Regions from separate parts of the Sus scrofa genome. Here region 2 is linked to region 1. Evidence: chromatin contacts called from public Hi-C data. All regions are on one chromosome and are shown on one strand. The core of a region is the stretch at or near the end of the contact, and the rest is flanking DNA. Distances in the headings are between cores, read along the strand shown.

Region 1 (6,326 bases), core at 3,125-5,624:
GCTAAATGCCCCAACCAAAAGACCCAGACTTGCTGAATGAATACAAATATAAGACCCATATATATGCTGTCTTCAAGAAACCCACTTCAGTTCCAGGGACGCATACAGATTCAAAGAGAGAGGATGGACAAAAATATTCCATGCACATGGAAATCAAAAGAAAGGCAATAGAAAAGAAATGGAAATCAAATAAAAAAAAACTCATCACACAAAATAGATCTTTAAGAATATTATAAGAGGCAAAAAGGGACATTACATAATGACCAAAGTTTCAACCCAAGAAGAAGATATAACAATTATAAATATATATGCACCCAACAGAGGATCACCTCAATATATGAAGCAACTGCTAACAACCTCAAAAGGAGGAATTTACAATAACACAACGATAGCAGGGGACTTTTAACATCCCACTTACAGCAATGAACAGATCATCCAAACAGAAAATCAACAAGGAAACACAGGCCTTAAATGATGCATTAGATCAGATGGACTTAATAGATATTTATAGAGCACTCTACTTAAAAGCAGCAGAATACACATTCTTCTCAAGTGCACATGGAACATCCTCTAGGATAGATCACATTCTGGGGCACAAATCAAGCCTTGGTATATTTAAGAAAACTGAAATCATATCAAACATCTTTTCTGACCAAAACACTATATGACTAGAAATCAACAATAAGAAAAACTGAAAATATAGTAAGCTGCAGAGTTTATGAATATATAGAATCCTCCTACCCCCAAAGGTCTTTCAGTTAAACATTTAATTTTTTTTCTTTTTAGGGCCACACCTGAGGCACATGGAAGTTCCCAGGCTAGGGGTTGAATTGAGTTGCTGCTGCCAGCCTACACCATAGCCATGCCAGATCTGAGTCATATCTGTGAACTACACTGCAGCTTGTGGCAATGCCAGATCCTTAACCCACTGATCAAGGTCAGGGACTGAACATGCATCCTCATGGACACTAGTTGGGGTCGTAACCCGCTGAGCCACAACAGGAACTCCTACATGTTTAATTTTTCACCTTTGCTGTTCCTGTTAACTTTAAACCTCTTGAGGTAAACTAATACATACTGCCTACTCTGCACCAGGCACTATAATAGGTGCTGAAATGTTTGTTTCTGATCTTTTATTTATTTATTTTTGTCTTTTTAGCTATTTCTTGGGCCACTCCTGCGGCATATGGAGGTTCCCAGGCTAGGGGTCGAATTGGAGCTGTAGCCGCTGGCCTACACCAGAGCCACAGCAACGTGGGATCCGAGCCGCCTCTGCGACCTACACCACAGCTCACAGCAACACCAGATCGTTAACCCACCGAGCAAGGGCAGGGACCGAACCCGCAACCTCATGGTTCGTAGTCGGATTCGTTAACCACTGCGCCACGACGGGAACTCCTGATCTATTATTTTTTTGATTATTTAAGATTATTCAATTCTGATACAAAACTAAATATGGAAGCAAATAGCTTGTGACACAAGGAGGTTCAAAAGACCTGCTAAGTGTAAACAGTAAATGTTATTAATCTGTGAGGCATGTTGAAGATAGAATAAATGGAACACAAATGTGTTGAACATGGATAAAAATAATGGAATAAATGAGTGTGTTGCAGATAGAAAGGGCTGGAAGGACCAAGTAATTCTTAAGTATTCATAAGGTAGGGATCATGTTACTTCCAGATTGACAACTATGTTATCTCTAAATCAGCCACCAATTGCTGACATCCATTCTGGCCCCACATGTGCTCTTCTTCCCAAGAAACATAGATAAAACTCATAGCTGCTCAGAAAGCTAATTTGTGGCAAGTTACAGCTGCTCCTGCACCCCTCTAAAAGAGCAAGTGCATGTTGGCTCCGCTGCTGAGACCCCTGTGCCCATCCTCAACACTGGTGTTTCTAACTATACCACCAGCCAGGAAGGCTGATGCAGCAAAGTCAGGATACAGGAATACTATCATTAACATTTGAATAGTATGGTTTTTCCACTCCCTTCCCTCCCGCATCCTATCTTAAATAGGTTAGACACCCCAACTCTTTCCCCTTGCTCTGTGTTTTCAATGAATCTAAGAAACGTGATTTAAGCAACTCAGTTGAGCCCTTCCATTCCACGACCTCTAGGATGGCCTGTTTAGGAGCGCCATGGGGGAAACCAGGTGAAGGTTTGATGGGACCCCTCTGTATAATTTCTCATTTTTTGGTCTTTTTAGGGCTGTATCCATGGCATATGGAGGTTCCCAGGCCAGGGGTCGAATCAGAGCTGTAGCTGCCAGCCCACGCCACAGTCACACCAATGCGGGATCCAAGCCGCATCTGCAACCTACACCACAGCTCACGGCAACACTGGATCCTTATCCCACTGAGCAAGGCCAGGGATCGAACCTGTGTCCTCATAGACACTAGTCAGATTCGTTTCCGCTGAGCCACGATGGGAACTCCCTACAGTTGTAATTTTCCACCTCATTTAGTGCTTTACGACTAATAAATTCACAAGTAGTAAATCCACTACTTGTTGTGTGGAACTTGTAGGAACTTTACAAGTAGTAAATCCACACAACAATCCTTCAAGGAAGGAATTTTTCTTATCCTACAGATGAAGAAACTGAGTCTCAAAAAGGCTAAGTAACTTGTCCAAGGTAGCACATGCCCACAATGATATGATTCTAGGATTCATGTTCTTTTTCACTAGGCTCATTCACTTTTGTATCTTTAATTCTGAATATCACACCTTGACAAACAGTAGATATATTATTTGATAACTTTAATTAAATAGTAGAATCCTTGCCCTTTATTTGTCACGTGGCCTGTGATAAATTATCCAACTTCTTTAAGACTCATTTTCCTCACAAAACTTATCTTTTTTTTTTTTTTTTTTTTCCAGCTGCAACCCTCACCCCTCCCCACACATGGGCGTTCCTAGGCCAAAGACTGAATCCCAGCTGCAGGTGTGACCTAGGCCACAGGTGCTCCAATGCCAGATCCTTAACTCACTGTGCCACAGCAGGAACTCCCTTAACAATTATTCAAAATTAACATATGTAAACTTTTTTACTCAGCACTTGGCCCCTAGTAGTTGCCTCTGATGTAGGGCAGGTTTGAGAACGAGCTTTCATCATTTTCGAACCTTAATTTTCTACCCTGTTTTTACCATTCTTCACCCAGCGATCCACAAAGCAGGTGCCTGTTGTTCAAGGCCTGACAAGCTTCCCTCGGTATGTCAGCCTCAAACTACTAAAGCAAATCCTTCTCTCACCTCCTTTCTTGTTTAAGACCCAATTATTTTTTTCTTTCCGTGGCAGTCATCTTGAGACAGTTCCCCCCAGAGAGGGGACGAGCAGCAGCCAGTACGCTCGGCCAGCCCACGGGGGTCTGTCCTCCCTCCACCACTGCCTTTTGGCCTTGAGAAGAGCGTTTCGCAGGGAGCGGGGCAACCTCCTACTTTCTGGCGCTGGAAAACCTCGGTCGTTAATCCCAAGCCCGAGTTTCTGGTCTGTAAACGGAGGGACATCCTGAGCCTCCGCGGCCCGGCTGACAGCGCGGCACAGCGCCTGGCTCTTGCTAAGAGCTCGGCAGGTGTCACCACAAGCTTAGGGTGTGGAAGCCGCCTTCAAACTCTGTCCCTGCCTTCCGTCACTCTCAAGCCCCACCGAGCCGTCCCCACACTTTCCCTCAGCCTCTCCTTTTCGGCTAAGGACAAAGCCCGGCAGCCTTTCCTCCTCACTGAGGGTGTAGCGGGGCGGCTCTGTTTTCACCAAGAGCGTGGCTTCCCGCACCGCCACCACTCCACACGCCCAGAGCGCTCTCTCCTCCGTAGCCCCTTCGGTGTGTGGTCCGACAGGCACCTGGGAGTCTCTCAGGACCGGCCGAGTTAGCGCGACATACCGTGTTCCGGAGGCACGGCGAGAGCTAGCTGGGGAGTCTCGAGCTGGAGAGGTGACCTGGCATGTCCCGGCAACCTCTCGCACTGGGCGCCTAGAGCCGGGCGACGCAGGCTGGGCCGAAAGCCCAAGGCGGAGAGCCCCATGCTGCTAGGCTGGGAGGCGAGGCTGGGCAGCGGGGCAGGGCAGGCTCTGCTGAGGAGGCGGGGCCCGGAGCTGCGGCGAGCTCCTTCGGAGAGCGGGCGGGAGGCGGGGCCAGCGGGGAGGGGTCTGAAGAGGAGGCGGGGCCTGAGGGGCGGGGTCTGAGGAGGAGGAGGGGCCCGGAGGCACGGGAGGCGGGGCTGGCAGGCTCAGAGGGGCTTCTCTGGGCTGGTGGGAGGCGGGGCCGGGGCAGTGGAGCTGTGAGAAGTTGGCGGAAACCTAGAGAGTTACTCCGGCCTTGGCAGGAGGTGGGGCCTGCACAGAGGATTGAGGCGATGCCGGCCGAAGTAGGCGGATCCCTGAGGCAGGGGAGGCGGGGCCAGGTTACAGCTAGGATAGTCACGCAATGGGCCGGCGAGAAAACCGGGTAGCACAGTGGAGCGGGGCGGGCAGACAGAAGTAGGAGGGTCTCTGCGTCTGGGGGCGGGGCCTACCCAGAGGACCCGCTGGCCACTTGGTTCTGTCCTAGTTCGAGGTGGCTTGAGGCTCTGGGTTCCCTCTGCTCCGGTAGCTCTGGCGGAGTCTGCGCGATGGGAGACGCGGAAAGGCCGGAAGCGGCAGGGTCTGAACAGGAGGAGGTAAACCTTGCTGTCGCTTCCTCTCCCGCCCCGCAGTCACGCCTGGCCTCTAGAGTGCGGGTTGCTGCTGGGTCCTGCACCTTGCGCAATTTCACTATGGGAAATTCTACTCACTGTCGTCAGAAACCTGGTGTAGGCCCGGCCTCCAGCCTTCGCCGCAGCCTGGTTTCATCTTTTCTAGCGCTAGGGAGGCCGTCCCCAGGGAGGGGTCAGGAGGTAGCTGGGTTTCTGCTCCACTGATCTGCCCCGAGGCTACCCAAGGGCAACGCTCTGAGACTTCAGACCCGAGCGAGGCTCACCCCTTTTTTCCCTTTCCATCCTTCCCTGTTCTGGAGCCCTGGCTGGGGAAATTGAGGCAAATGCCGAGGACTCATGGCATTTACTGGAGAAATGCATGCCATCTCTGGGCTGGTTAAAAGGACTTGGGCTGAGGCTGTGGAAATTGACACAGGTGGATGGGGTGACGATAATAGGCAGAAAGGCGTCGAGAAATCCTCCTAACAATGGAAATGATCAGTTGGGCGGCCAGTTTTGCGCAGACCTGGCTAAAGTAGCTATGAATCTTTGGGGTATCACTTTTTTTCATGTATTCAATGGAAGTGATGCTTTCCCTCACAGAGGGTTAAGCAAAAAAAAGCTTTATGCAAAGTGCCACGGAAGTTGGGGGTACATAATAAAACCATGAGCCATGTTAATCTGCTCTACTTCTATATTAGTAGAGGTACATAACAGTAAGCTGGGATTCGGTAGACTGTAGGGTTGTAGGGTAGTTCAAATTGTGCTGTAATTTTCATACCGTGATATTTTGTAAATACTTTTAAACCTGTTGCTGTGTGTAGTATCTTTGATTGAACAGAGTTTCAGTTCTCAGTGACTCTTGCTTAGCTCTAAACTTCTTCAGAAAATTGTAGATTCAAGATTTGGGATTTGATTTTGTAGACATTTAGTAACTATATATATTGTAAATATCCCTCAAACTCTTTATTTCCCTTTTGAAATAAATAATTTAGTACCACTCCCCTTAGACTAATGGGGCAACTCAACTATTTTGTTTGTGCTAGTAACACCAAAAGAAGCTAGTCTTAGGTTATTCAGACCTAAGACCTGGAAGTTAAATTTTACTTATTATGTCTGTCTGGATACAGACCCACAAAGACAAAGGCATAACTTTAGATCTAGAATGAATTTGAATGAGCGCCTGTTTTAAACTTGAGATTCAAGGATGCCTTAAGTATTTTTGTTTCTCTAGATATATTGGTGCAGCATGGGCCACCTGCATCAGAATCACCTGGAACTCGTTGTTAAAAAATGTAAATTACTGGGCCTATACCCCAAATTAGTAAATCAAAAATCTCTTGGGGTGGGTCTGGGACTGGAGTTTTAACGAGCACATCAGGTGATCCTGGTACACATTTTAAGAACACTGTCTTAAAGAGTTTATAGATGGGCTTGAAAGGAATTTATAAATCTCCTGAAATTTGTAGACTTTATATGTGTAGATGTGTATCTCCTAAGAAAGGGAGGTGTCCATAGCTTTCATCTGCTTCTCAAAATTAACTCAATCTAATTGATAGTCCCTATTTTTAAGACAGTTTAGGCAAGATTAAGTGATAGGCCCAGAACCACACAACTCAGTAGTAGAGCTGCTGTGTAAATCCAATTTCTCACTCCT
Region 2 (7,081 bases), core at 4,167-6,666, 1.4 Mb after region 1:
ACAAGGGAATTTACAAATTTACAAATTTACAAATTTCAGTAGGTGGGGAGTTCCTGTCGTGGCGCAGTGGTTAACGAATCCGACTAGGAACCATGAGGTTGCGGGTTCGGTCCCTGCCCTTGCTCAGTGGGTTAAGGATCTGGCGTTGCCGTGAGCTGTGGTGTAGGTTGCAGACGCGGCTCGGATCCCGCGTTGCTGTGGCTCTGGTGTAGGCCAGTGGCTACAGCTCCGATTCGACCCCTAGCCTGGGAACCACCATATGCCGCGGGAGCGGCCCGAGAAATGGCAAAAAGACAAAAAAAAAAAAAAAAAAAAAAAAAAATTCAGTAGGTGTTATGCTCTTCACCAATCCGGCAAATCAGTGAAGCAAAGAGCTAATCTAAAGAACCTATTATATACTTTAGGTCTTGTCATGGACATTGTTTAATATTTTTCAATTTCAAGGAGCTACAGAAAAGTACAGCTCTTCAGCTGAGAGAGAGCTGCTATATTTCCTTATTAGTCAGTTCAAATACATTTCTCAGTATTACCTAAAGATCTCACAAGGCCAGTCAACTTTAATTTGTCATGCATTACGTGAAATACTATAAATTATTCTGGATATTTTCCAAATATATTCAGGAGATAGCCTGAAAATTATTTAGAAATCTCTAGTGAGGGTCAAGTGAACAAGTTCTCTGGAGAAATTTACATTTCATTTGCTAAGATAAAAATGGGTTAATTGAATGATGTTGATGTCATTAGACATTCTTAGGCACCCACAGTGCAATGCTACACATATAAAGACATTATTCTGTGCCACAGCTTGCAACCTAAAATTAGATATACACAGGCAAGCCAGATAAACATAGACAGCACATTTTTTAAGACCAAAAAGAAATGATGGGAGAGAAAAATGAGAGTAGTGAATCAAAACGTCAAGGGGAATTGACAAATATTCCATCTTCTGTCTTTTACGTGTAGCCTTAATTACCTCTATCAGAAATGATCATACTGGAGTTCCCTTGTGGTGAAGTGGGTTAAGGATCCAGCATTGTCACTGCAGTGGCTTGGGTTGCTACTGTGGCACAGGTTTGATCCTCGGCTTGGGAACTTCCACATGTCTTGGGCATGGCCAAAACAAACAAACAACCCCCCCCCCAAATAAAAACAAAAACAAAAAGATCAAGAGGGAGGCTGTCTGATAGCCTCTAAAGGATGACAGGACATTAATGGGATTGCCATGCTATAGTGTCCTCAACTTTGGAGGTCCAGAAAGTCCTTTTTTCCAGCATCCCTGTAAGTTTCTGATTGCCTGACTTCGGGTACTAAGTCTACCTCCTGGAGTTCCCGTTGTGGTTCAGTGGGTTATGAACCCAACTAGTACCCATGAGGATTCAGGTTCCATCCCTGGCCTTGCTCAGTGGGTTAAGGAACCAGCATTGCCATGAGCTATGGCATAGGTCGCAGATGCAGCTCAGATCCCGGGTTGCTGTGGCTGTGGTGTAGACCAGCAGCTTCAGCTCTGAATCAGCTCCTACCCTGGGAACTTCCATATCTAGCCGGTGCAGCCCTGAAAAAGCATAATAATAATAATAATGAAATATCTAAAATAGTAAAACATCTAAAGTGGAAATGAGTGCTGAGCCTGTGTGTTAGGAAATACCCCCTCCAGTAGCCTGTGGAGGTCAGAGGTAGTACAGCACAGCAGACCACGTGGTCCGGATTTGAACACAGCCCTGGCTGCCCATGTGAACTTCAGGTTGAGATCTCCCTATTAACCTCCATCCTGTGTGGTCAGTCCCCAAACCTGGCTGGCCTTTTCCCTGAGGTTGGGTCAAAAAAGAAAAATCACCTCCAGTGTGTCAGGCTTCATGCTCTGTGCCAGGAATACAGATAAATAGGACCTAGGCTATCTTTTGGAGCTTAAACTTATCTTGGAGACAGCTCAAAACCAGACCATTTTAATATGATGTAATGAATGTAGTAGCAGAGGGCTGGTGTGGGTAAAGGCCAGAGGAAGGGTACCTAGCCCCATCTGGGGGTCAGTGAAGGGTGATAAGGAAATAGGGAATAGTCTGTGAGCCTGGAAGAACCAGGAGAGTTTCAGACCAGAAGCCAAGAGCATGGAGAGAGAGTGTCAGCTCCTGCAGATGTTGAACAAGATGGACTTAAAGAAAGCCCACTGGATTTGACAAATACAAGGGGGAATTGCTGGTGACAGGTGACAGGCAGTTAGAGGGGAGGTTGAGGTATGAGAAGTCACAGTGTAGTGGTCATGAGGAATCAAGGGAAGGCGAGAAGTGGAAATTAAAATCTCAGCTGTGAAAAGAGAGTGAATTAGAGAGGAATACGTCCTTAAGGGAAAGTTTGTTTTGATTTTCTTTTTTTTTAATCAGAAAGAGAGATTTCTAATCTGAAAGAAAGGAGCTGGTTGGAGAGAAAGAGAAAGAGGAGGAGGATGGATCGAGGGAACAGGTTCTTGATTCCAGTTCCAGATCCCACTCCTGTTTCCTTCTGAGATGGACTCTTGACTCCCTGTCCTGATTCTACTTGTTTCCTCCCCTCAAGGATGGACTTTGCTTCTAGTCTCCCTGGTACTCAGCTGTCCCTCCCTAAAATATGACAGTGATGCCCACTGAATGTCAAGAGCCACAGCTGCCTAGAAATCCTGATGACCAGCTAGAATACTTTTGTCTACCATCCAGAGCAACCTGTTTTGTCAAGAGGCCCTGGAGGCTTGACTATTAATTGGATTTAGCAATTGGGAGGTTGCTTGTTCAAAATGGATTATAACAAAGAGAAGTCTTTTGAGAGTTACTTAATCCAGGCTCTAGTGAAACCTGAGGTTAAGCCCGTTCTAGTGACTGAAGTTCCCAAACCCACTGTGAAGAGTGCTTGCCAAACTCTTGTCCTCTGACAAAATTTCTAGACCCCAAGAAGACTTTTTTTTTTTAACCTTTGTTATTTACAATGTTTAGTGAGGTCCACCAGAAACTTCTCCCTCGTCTTTCTCTACCAGAGGAATATGTTGAAGCTCCTGGATAGATGATCTGAGTGATTATGAATGGGTTTTGGTAATTTTCACCCTTGGTGTAACCTAATTTGCAAGTTGTTGGGGGATGCTCTCCCTTCACCCTGCTTTTAATGAGTGCACCTCTTCTTTTATCCCTGTTTGGTGTTTCATATTGTCTCTGTTCAGTAATTTAAGGAAAATACTAAATAAAAGGAAATTATGTTTTCTTTGAAGTACAATAATGGCATTTCCATCATTCTTTTTAAGAAAACTAATTTAGTATCTAATAGAAAATTGTCAGAGCCAGATAAAACGCTAGGCTTGGCTGTTAATTGTACTGACTAATGCTGATATTTATATGATTACCAGAGAGCTCATTAGAAGCTTCTTGAAGACAAGTATTTGTGTCTTTCATCTGTTTTCCTTCCCTACAGATACACTTGCTAAGTATTCAATAAATATATGGACGGCTGTTAACCACAGAGTTCTAATAGATTGAATGGTGATTTATCATTAGTAGTAGATATGTCTTCTTAATGCATAGTCCTCAGTTTTGCTCTTTTGCATACTAAGGCACATAAAGCAACGTATTTTCCAAAATATTATACTCTTCCTACCAGTTGGGGACAGACTAGCACTTATGGGGGATTCTGCAAGTTTACATTTTAATTAAATGAGAATAAAGTACCCAGTCCACACCTGGCAATGTATCTGGCATGCATTGAAGAATGAATTGGGCATTTAACTTGAGACCATTCCTTTAACAGTAAAATAATTACTCCTTGCTCCACCTCCCACACAATATTGCTGTAGGGAACAAATGATAGGATGTTTTTGCAAGTGCTTTAAAATCTGTAAAGTGCATTACTATTTTAAAGTGGGATCTGTATGTTGACTTAACATCATTCCTATTAACTAGTATTTTTTATGGCTATCAACTCATTACGTTTAGCATTCCTATTAAAGCCCATAACTAACTACGAAATTGTTTTAAACATTTTTAATACTGCGTTTTGACTAGTACTAATTTTGCTTGGTTGCAGGTCTGTGCTGTCACGCATGACTGATGTTCATACTTTAAAGAAAAACATTAATTTTTCTCGAGACCTTTTTTCTACCTCAAAGAAATTTCTGGCAGAAACGGCACGTATCAGTGATTCCAGTCTACCACCTAAGTGAATAGTGATCACGATGCCTTAAAAAGGCAAGTGGACAAAGCCCCCAAAATAGTTTCCCCAAATTAAAATCACTTCGACCAACGACAGCTCCTTCGGGCAGAACGAGGAGAGTCTAGGGCTCGGAAGCGAGAGGATCTGGAGTCTGAGGGCCCCTCCCCTCTCTCCTCCTCTACTGGAAGCACCGCGGGGCCGCCACTGGGGCCCAGGGACCGGACGGTTGGAGGTCCCCGAGCTGGCAGCCAGGACCCGCGGCCAGTTGGGGTCAGCGAGCGCTGCGGCCGTTGGGGACTTCAGCTCCCAGCAAGCACCGCTTCTGCGGTCGAGGCGCGCGGCGGCACTGCCCGCTGGGACTCGTAGTGCGGTCCGGTAGGAGAACGGAGGAGCCAGCCCTGGCTCCTTTCCCCCACGTTTGGGAAACCGGGCCTGGAAGGGATCACGCCCATCCACTCGTGCCCGGCATCCCTTGGGGGCGTGGGCGAATGGAACAGGGTTGGCTGCGGCGGGAAGAGGCCCGGGTGGCCGTGCACGTGGGGGGTAGTTAGCGCCCGGGAACCCGGAAGCCCCGCGTGCCGCCCACAGCCGCGGTGACGGGTTAACGCTTCTCCCGGGTGGAGGTGGGGCGGGGTGTGTGGGAGGAGGGGCCGTCCCACCCACCTCCTCCAAGTGCAGCCCGCGAGCCGGCCCTCCCCTCCCCCACAGGCGCTACGCAGCACAGGCTCCGCCTCCCCCGGCCGCGGCGCGTGCGCAGAAGCCCCGCCCCTCCGCCCCAGCCCCACCCCCACGCCCGCAGCAGCCACCGCCGCCACCTCTCCCTTCCTCTCGGCTCTTTCCTCCTCCTTTTTTTCTTTTCCCTCCTCCTCCTTGCCCCCTTTTCTCCTCCTCCTCCGGCGCTGACGTTCGCGTAGGGCCCTAGCGTCAGACGCGCGGGGGCGGGGCGAGTGCGGCGGGGGGTATAAGTAGAGGGTGCAGGAGGCGGTGCTTCCCCTTCTCCCCGGCGGTTAGTGCTGAGAGTGCGGAGTGTGTGCTCCGGGCTCGGAACACACATTTATTATTAAAAAAATCCAAAAAAAATCTAAAAAAATCTTTTAAAAAACCCAAAAAAAATTTACAAAAAATCCGCGTCTCCCCCGCCGGAGACTTTTATTTTTTTTTCTTCCTCTTTTATAAAATAACCCGGTGAAGCAGCCGAGACCGACCCGCCCGCCCGCGGCCCCGCAGCAGCTCCAAGAAGGAACCAAGAGACCGAGGCCTTCCCGCTGCCCGGACCCGACACCGCCACCCTCTCTCCCCTGCCGGCAGCCAGCAGCCAGCGGCAAGCGGATCGACTCCGTTCTGCGGCCGTTGAGTAGTTTTCGATTCCGGTTGATTTTTGTCCCTCTGCGCTTGCCCCCGCTCCCCTCCCCCCGGCTCCGGCCCCCCGGCCCCAGCACTCGCTCTCCTCTCACGGAAAGGTCGCGGCCTGTGGCCCTGCGGGCAGCCGTGCCAAGATGAACCCCAGCGCCCCCAGCTACCCCATGGCCTCGCTCTACGTGGGGGACCTACACCCCGACGTGACCGAGGCGATGCTCTACGAGAAGTTCAGCCCGGCCGGGCCCATCCTCTCCATCCGGGTCTGCAGGGACATGATCACCCGCCGCTCCTTGGGCTACGCGTATGTGAACTTCCAGCAGCCGGCGGACGGTGAGATGCGGGCCGGGCGGGCGAGCGGCCATGAGGCTCAGGCGGTGGTGGTGGCGGCGGCGGCGGGCGGGCTAGGCCGGCGGGCCCGGGGGGAGGGAGCGGGAGGGCATGTCACCCCCCCACACACAGGGCCAGTGGGGCGAGGTTCGGGCGCCGGGACCCCGGTTCCCCGTGTCCTCCGGGACCCGTGCCGCCAGTAGCCTCACGCCCCTCGCGTGCCTGGCACTTCCTCCTCTGCGACCATTTTCTCGGCCTCAGCGGCTCAAAGTTTAGGGTGATGACGCGCCGGGAGAGTGGGTGAGATTGGACTCTTCCAAGGCACTCCCGCCAGTAGCTGCGGGATTCTGGGGCGTCGAGCGTCGAGCCCCCTTCTCCGGCAATAGGTGGAGGCGCTCCTTCCACCCCAGGTTCTTGCCGGCGCCCCAGGACCGGGAGGAAGTGCCTTTCGGTGCTCGAAAAATACCACGTGTTGAACCCTGTAACCTCACAGGCCCGAGGCCTGTTCCTGCTACTGGCCCAGTCGCCTGGGGGAGCCACAGGGACTTAGAATAAAGTTAATTTGGGGATCTTGTGCTGGTCGTCAGGTTTCTGATTCCCGTTCTTAATAACTTGTCAGTGACTGATGGCTCTAGAAGTGTAAATTACCAGTGAGCCCAGCGTTGGGGGTTTTCCCCGAGATCAGGCACTTCTCACTGTAGCGTTAACAGGATGGGAGGAGGGGATATGGAAAATGACCCCTTTGAAGGCCATCGTTTTCTCAGGCAATTTAATTTAGGTCGTCTTAATTTTTTTTAATGAAACTAATTTCGCAGTACTAGTAACTTGTTCAGAATATTTTTTCCCCTCTCAAGTAGTTTCTCTGGTTTGGAGGGGTTTAACTTTTAAATGTCATCTGTTTTGACTGTAAAATGTTACTTGTGAGTGTGGTGTGGACTGGACCATAATATGCTTATGTGGCATTCAAGTAGGGGTGTCTTTATTTTTAAAAGTGGTCCAGAGTATCCCTACATGGGGAATGATTGCTCACAATGTTAACAGATACAGAGTTAGCTTGAAATTTATGAGGGAAAATGCAGGCAACCTTGTATTTTTAATTTGAAGTTAAACAGTTCAAAAAAATCCAGATTTTGGCAAACAGATAAACTATGTAGCCTGATGAGTTGCCAGGATTTTTCTTTATATTTGGATTAGTTGACTTACAAAAGTCATTTTCACTTGAGTTTATGAC

Evidence for each region. Hi-C and Micro-C count contacts between places; a contact is called where the count stands out from the background.
Region 2: a contact with region 1 is called in a Hi-C map of skeletal muscle, with 6 times the contacts expected there. A contact is called at or near these places in 3 of 47 Hi-C or Micro-C datasets (embryonic fibroblasts, liver and skeletal muscle) and 1 of 2 datasets of targeted methods (skeletal muscle).

The regions. Positions count from the first base shown.
Region 1 is chr4:34,819,495-34,825,820 of Sscrofa11.1, forward strand. RRM2B (ribonucleoside-diphosphate reductase subunit M2 B) reads left to right here and starts at 4,375. Exons shown (of 10, transcript XM_021089040.1): 1 at 4,375-4,654. The coding sequence starts at 4,607.
Region 2 is chr4:36,204,010-36,211,090 of Sscrofa11.1, forward strand. PABPC1 (polyadenylate-binding protein 1) reads left to right here. Exons shown (of 16, transcript XM_001927747.4): 2 at 4,039-5,853. The coding sequence starts at 5,661. Among named protein-coding and RNA genes, the nearest start is that of PABPC1, 70 kb to the left of the region's middle.